Linked DNA regions of Rattus norvegicus: region 1 is linked to region 2. Evidence: chromatin contacts called from public Hi-C data. All regions are on one chromosome and are shown on one strand. Each heading gives the region's core, a stretch centred on a gene start, on an enhancer-like site or on the middle of the called end of the contact. The rest is flanking DNA. Distances are from core to core; before and after follow the strand shown. Region 1 holds the start of Gadd45g (growth arrest and DNA-damage-inducible, gamma). Region 2 has its middle 290 kb from the start of Diras2.

The links. Hi-C and Micro-C count contacts between places; a contact is called where the count stands out from the background.
Region 1: a contact with region 2 is called in a Hi-C map of liver, with 2.9 times the contacts expected there. The contact joins the promoter of Gadd45g here to the enhancer-like site in region 2. A contact is called at or near these places in 6 of 12 Hi-C or Micro-C datasets (Schwann cells, hepatocytes, kidney and 2 more) and 1 of 1 datasets of contacts at active chromatin or transcription factors (oligodendrocytes).

The regions. Positions count from the first base shown.
Region 1 is chr17:13,528,910-13,532,060 of GRCr8, forward strand. Gadd45g (growth arrest and DNA-damage-inducible, gamma) reads right to left here and starts at 1,442. Exons shown (of 4, transcript NM_001077640.2): 1 at 1,302-1,442; 2 at 719-820; 3 at 403-616; 4 at 1-298. The coding sequence starts at 1,354. The coding sequence ends at 188.
Region 2 is chr17:13,198,971-13,202,286 of GRCr8, forward strand. No RefSeq gene overlaps it. Among named protein-coding and RNA genes, the nearest start is that of Diras2, 290 kb to the left of the region's middle. Within about 2 kb of position 1,276, at least 10 of the 93 cell types and tissues checked have an H3K27ac peak or open chromatin away from gene starts, as enhancers often do. A contact at or near this core is called in liver, where this site is marked.

The DNA.
Region 1 (3,151 bases), core at 192-2,691, 330 kb after region 2:
CTGGGCTCGGAACAAGATGTCCCCGCTGCCGCCAGACCCCCTTCTTGGGAGGCCGCGCTCCTCGCTCTCCAGGCAACATCGCCTGCCAGTCTCCATGCGCACTCGAGCGCCCTCGGAGGGCCACTCCAGAGCCAGCAGCGCGCTAGAGTGTCACCAAGTCGATCAGACCAAGGTCCCTGCCAGGCTGTCACTCGGGAAGGGTGATGCTGGGCACCCAGTCGTTGAAGCTGCGGCTCTCCTCGCAGAACAAACTGAGCTTCTCCAAGGCAGGGTCCTTCCATGTGTCTTCATTAGGGTTCTGGATTTAAAAAAAGAAAAGAAATACAGGGGTCAGCCATGCCTATCGTTGGCCAGGACAGGTTGGGGGACTGGCGTGGAGAGGTAGTGAGTGGGAGCGCTCACCGAAATGAGGATGCAATGCAAGTCTCCCGGCGCGCCCCCCTCGTCGTCGGCGCCCACGATCGCCGCCAGCCTCTGCACGTCTCCCACGCGCACGATGTCAATGTCGTTCTCGCAGCAGAACGCCTGGATCAACGTAAAATGGATCTGCAGGGCTATGTCGCCCTCATCTTCTTCGTCGGCAGCCAGCACGCAAAAGGTCACATTGTCAGGGTCCCTGCAGAGCAGATGGGAAGCACAAGGTCAGAGTCGATGCCACCCCCAGGTCTCCCCACCGCGCCAACCCTAATCCCTGCACGCGGGGCCTTTCTACACTCACACATTCAGGACTTTGGCGGACTCGTAGACGCCAGCGGTCAGACAGCCCTGGCGCTGCGCCGACAGCAGAAGTTCGTGCAATGCTTTCCCGGCGCCCTGCATCCTGTGAAAGAACAAGCGCCGTGAGTGGGGGACCAGCACGGGGACGCGACAGAGAGATCCCTGCCCTGACCTCCAAGTCCCAGCTGGCCCCTTAGCCTAGACCTGCCTGGCGCCAGCATTCCTGCCTCCCAACTCCAACCTGGCGCCCACACACCCGGATCCCCAGTCCCGACCTGGCGCCCACACCTCTGGCACCCTAGTCATGATCTGGCGCCCTCATTCCCCATCACCCAGTCTCGACCTGGCGCCTGTAACTCCCGGTTCCCTACTTCTGATCTGGTACCCGTATCCCAGGCTCCCCAACAACGACCAGGTGCCGGCACCCCAAACTCTAGCTCTAGACACGAATCGAATGTAATAATCCTGGTCCCGCGCCTCTGCACCTCGCAGCCAGACAGTGCATGGCTCCCACCCTGCAAACTTCTATCCTGGAGGACCCCGAGAGATCGCTACCCGACAACTCTCTGTACCCCCAAACCCACCTGGCTGTGCTTTCCGGAACTGTATCCTGGCCACGGACTTCTTCCAGAGTCATTGTGCGATCCACGAACAGCAAGTTATCCAAAAGTGAAGAGTGCAGAGGGAACCCGAGCGCAAGTAAAGATTCCCAAAGACGATCCGCGCCCACCACCAGCGAGTGCGCCAGGCTCGGCAGGGAGAGTCCTTTTATAGACCGGCTCCGCGCGCCGCCGCCAGCTGGCGGGAGGCTGCGCTCCCATTGGCCAGCGCCCGCTTTCTGATGCAAATGAGGCGGCAGGCCTGCGGCTCGTGCCAGAAGGCCACGTGGGGAGGGGTGCGGGGGATGACACAGCCTCAAATCTGCCGCTTTTGTCAGGGTGTTACCAGGCAGACTGGAGCCTGCAGATTTCACCTCGCCTTTCTTTTTTGTAAGTCCTTAAAAGGAAAAAGTTAAAAAAATAGCACGTTGTTTGCTAATACGATACTGGAATTTGTAGAATGCACACTTGGAAAATGTAAACGCCTTTTTTGTTTGTTTGCACTTTTTGGTTTTTTTTTTTTTTTGCGACCTTTCTAATTTTTTCTTTTTTTTTTTTTTCAACTTGAAGTTTACGGGACTGTTGCACCGAAACCGAAACTTAAAAGTCAAAGGTTTGCAACTGCAACTGACTTTAGGCCTAGACTGCCACTAAGGACTCAGGACTTAGCGCCTTTCGGGGTCACGGCTGCAAGGTCTAAGCTCTCCCGCCCCCCATCCCCCACCCCTACCCGGAGCAGATCGCTGTGGGGCGCGGGCAGCAGGGACTAGCAGATTGCTGCCGGCACACGCGGCTCGTTTGCATTTCTATACGGGGCACACAAAAGAGGAGGTCTGGCGTGTGGCAGTTCACAGTGAGGACAATCGACGCTTTCTCTTTCATAGCAACACTGTCCACCTGCCGCCGGTGGGGTGGGCAGAGCCCCCCTCGCGCGCGGGGGTCGCGGGGTTGCACGGCGCGTGAGGGTCGGAGCCGCGTGCCGCTCCCCCGCCCCTGGGTGCGCACCTCTTAGGCTTATGCTGGCTGCTGGGATTCTGATACACGCGTGCCAAGCTCGGGAGAGAGCTGTACACACAGGGATACTGCACCCCAAACCCAGAGGTTCCGGGGTGACTTGGAAGCTCGGCGCACGCTGTTCCTCAATGCTTTTCCCAGGGCGCCGCCTACAGGCCGACCTAGAAAAATCCAGATCTTCCTATCCTCCCACCACATACTGCCTCGCGTTGACCTCCCAGGGCCGAGGTACCCCAGGCACCGAGAACCCTGTGCTATTATGCGCATCAATTAGAATCAGTATAGCTCCTGCGCCCCTGGCCTGGAGACCGAAAGGAGCCTGCCGCCCGGGACCAAGAATCCGTTTGTCTAATGAGATTTTTGAAATATTTCAACTACTTAAAAATGTTTTTTCAAAAGTTCTTTTCTGATGATATAATAGAATTCGAAGCGATCTTGGGAGATTTCTGAACTTATCGTTTGCCCCGTGAGACCTGCACACCAGGCTTCCAGACTGTTCACCCGCAGATCACGACACTGTGGGCGTCTGCATCTCTCTGTACTACACAGAAAAGTGTGCTAGGGGACTTCTGGAGATTCTTTTGAGTGAAGCCTGGGGAGGCTGGATAGGGCAAAGGGCGTTCATGAAGCTTGCCAGATGCAAAAATCACACACACACACACACACACACACACACACACACACACACACACACACACACACAGAGAGAGAGAGAGAGAGACAGAGACAGAGACAGAGACAGAGACAGAGACGGAGACAGGCAGAGAGAGACACAGAAAATTCCTTTTTACTGGAGTGTTCTCTAGGTGGGTGGTGAATAT
Region 2 (3,316 bases), core at 26-2,525:
GACTGCGTCATTTTGGGAAGGTCCAGGCCCAGGGTCTGTATGAGTAGCTGCTGCTGAATAAGTTTCTTCGCAAATGCCTGTGTGCATGCACGCAGTTGGCAGATGACACCAAGGACTGCTCTGGGCGAGTGGTATCTTTTGTTCCTGGGATTTGGAGGTTTCCGGGAAGCTAGGACTCAGAGCACTGGGGGTTAGAGGCTCCTGTTGTAGAAGATGCAGCTGAAAATGTATATTAGTCTGTTTCCTGTCGCTGTACCCCAAATTCTGAAGCTTGCAAAAGGAGGCTTAGTTGGCCTTCAATCCTGATACTCGAGTATGTGGTCCTGATGTCTCTGGTGAGGGATTTTTGGCTCCATCTCAACATGATAAGGAAAAAAAAAAAAAAAAAAAAAAAAAAAAACGAGACAAGAGGGAGAGATCACGTGACCAAACCTAAAGCCAGAGGGATTCAAAAGTCAGCTTCCTCTTCACAGCCATTTGTTCCCATGACAACTAATGAGTCCTGAGAGGACAGACAATTCCTTTGGAGGGAAGAACCACCATGAATGTCACCCAATAGGGTTAGCGGTTGTGACGTCACCAGTCATGGCTGCCCCTCTTAAAGGTCCCACAGTCTCAATACCGCCACACTTGGTGGCACCAAGTATCCACCACACGAGTCTTGGTGTAATCATTCAAACCGCATTAAAGCTATGGTAATGGATGAGCAATCTGGAAGGATCCAGGTCCTGTTCAGGTCTATGTTAGTGGTAAAGCTGTTATTTTGAGTGTTTAAAAGAGGTAAAGGAAAACAGGGACAAGAAAAGTCTTGCGGAGCTGTGCCACAGGAACCTCTCAACAGGACATGACAACTGGCAGGCAGGAGCAGAGCTGGCAGGATTGTCCCCATTGTCCAGGCAGGGTACAGCTGGCCTTATGTCAATAGCTAAGCCTTCCTACACATAACAGAGTCCAAGGGGTGCTGTCGTCACACAGCCTTGGCTGCTGGAGCTAGTGGAGCGATTGGAGACTGGCTGCTGGGTAATCCAGCTTCTCATTTCTCACCTGCAGGGAGAACTGGGCCCCTGCACTTACAGCCATGTAGCACTGGTTGGAATAATTCCTTGGAACTGCTTCGAGGCCGACTCACCAGCAGCATGACACTAAGGTCCCACAGGGAAAATGACCTACAGACGGAAGCTTAGAATCTGGGTCTGAGTGAGCAAATACGGCTCACTGGAAGACAGAGACCTGGAATGTGGAACAGGCCAGGCCAGCTGGGGCAGGATGTGGCCAGGAAGCCAACATCAGGGAGGGGAGCCAGATCCTGGCAGGCAACAGGCCCAGCATGGTCCGGGTGCCCTCAGCTCAAGGCAGCAAGACCTCAGAGGAGAACTGTGATACCCAGCTTTGGATGGAACCCCTGGTGTCTTTGTTGGGTGTAAGTAGTGGATGAGGATTCTTGATAAAGACTATATTTTATTGGGAAAAAATTCTTTGCTTTTCTGACAGAACACTCATCAACAATAACAAGGCTACATTTTATCTTGTGGAAGGGAGGCTCCTTCGACTTGGGATTTCCGGTGTGGGCCCACACCTAGTTTATAAGGTGCCAGGGTTCAAACTTCATGAATAGGGAAGCTAAGCAAACTTCCTATCCATTGAACTGCATCCTTAGCCTTTAAAAAAGATGTTTATTTGTTGTTATACATGTGTTGGTATGGATATAATACATCTGTGCATGTGCCCTGGGAGGCCAGAAGAGGGCATGGGATCCCCTGGAGCTGGAGTTACATAGAGAAGAGGACATCTAACTCCTTGGAGCTGGAGTTACATTGAGTAATACAAAGTTGCCAGCCACCCCACAGGGGTGCTAGGAATCAGACTCAGGTCTTCTGCAAAAGCCTACATGTTCATAAAGGCTGAGCCAAATCTCTTTAGTCCTGCCTTACCTCTAGGTTATTTTTAAGCCAGTAATGTTGACTGGCTCCTCCTGCCAAAAATGGGCGGAGACCTGAGAAAGGAAGTTCCCTTTCTCGGGGAGGGAGTTGGTCCTTGTCTATTCTTGTACCAATAGGTAGCTTTGGGCAGGAGAGATAGCTTGAAGCACGGTGTTCCCAGAATACGAGCCTGTCCGCATTGTCCAGTACAAGGAGGGCAAGTCAAGACAGAGCCAGTAAGTCCTCAGTAGGGTGGCAGCCTGTCTCAGGGCAAGGCAGACCGCATGAAGCAACATGGCCTCCACAACCCCAAACAGAGTTGCAATCTAAAAGACATAAACACCACTAGGAGTGGCCCAGGTGAGATGCTTATCTCTCCTCCGCAAACAAACAGCTCACAGTGGCTGACACCCTCCACACTCAGCATCATCGAGGTAGTCCAGCAGGTGGCTGGCGGGAGGGTTCTCAGCCTTCAACTCCCCCAAACAAACCAGTGGCCAGCATGGAAGACCCACTACTGGGAAGCTATCACCTCCTGGGAGAGAAAGATGTGTCTCGGACACCTTCATACCAAGAGAGCCACTGGGGTCACTGCTCTCAGCGGTTCTCATTATTACGACAACAACGACATTGCTGATGATAATAAACATAAAACTAAAACTAAACCCCACAGCCCCACAGCCACTGTTGTAGCCTTGCACAATGACAGCCAGATATTGTTTATCCTCAGTCTCCATAGTCTGGGCGCTTTGCACAAATATTTACTGAGTGTCATAGGGACGTAGATAAAGACTTAATTTCCTACCCTCGAGGGGCCCATGGTCTAATGGGCAGGTGGACTTGTAAACAAACAGTTTCAACACAGTGCCAAGATGTGGAGCAAAACACAGGTGGGGCAGAGTAGGGCACAGGGAGGGACCGCCTGGGTCTGTCTATAGGAGGGTGCATGGGGTTCTAGGGAAAGATAGGAGGTCCTAGGGGCTGTTGTAATATTCCAAGCAGTGGAATAGCACCTGCAGCCAGACTTTTGGCTACTTCGGGGGTTCCTTTGACTCCCACCCTTCTTCACCCCATTCTATCTTTCCAACCCCCCCCAACACCAGGTAGAAGAGAAAAAAGACTAGAGGGGGAAGGGGGTGTCAATATCCTTAGACTACTTCCTATTGATTAGGGGTATCAAGTCTCTTGCGGCAAATTTTCTCTTCGCCGTCAGGATATCTAATTTCTCATCTTGTTGAGCACGACCACTTGACAAACCACAGCAACCGGCAACCGGCAACCAGCAACCACCACCAGCCACCAGCCACCAGCCACCAGCCACCAGCCACCAGCCACCAGCCACCAGCCACCAGCCACCAGCCACCAGCACCAGCTGTTTCTGCAGCCCCTCTCAGGGC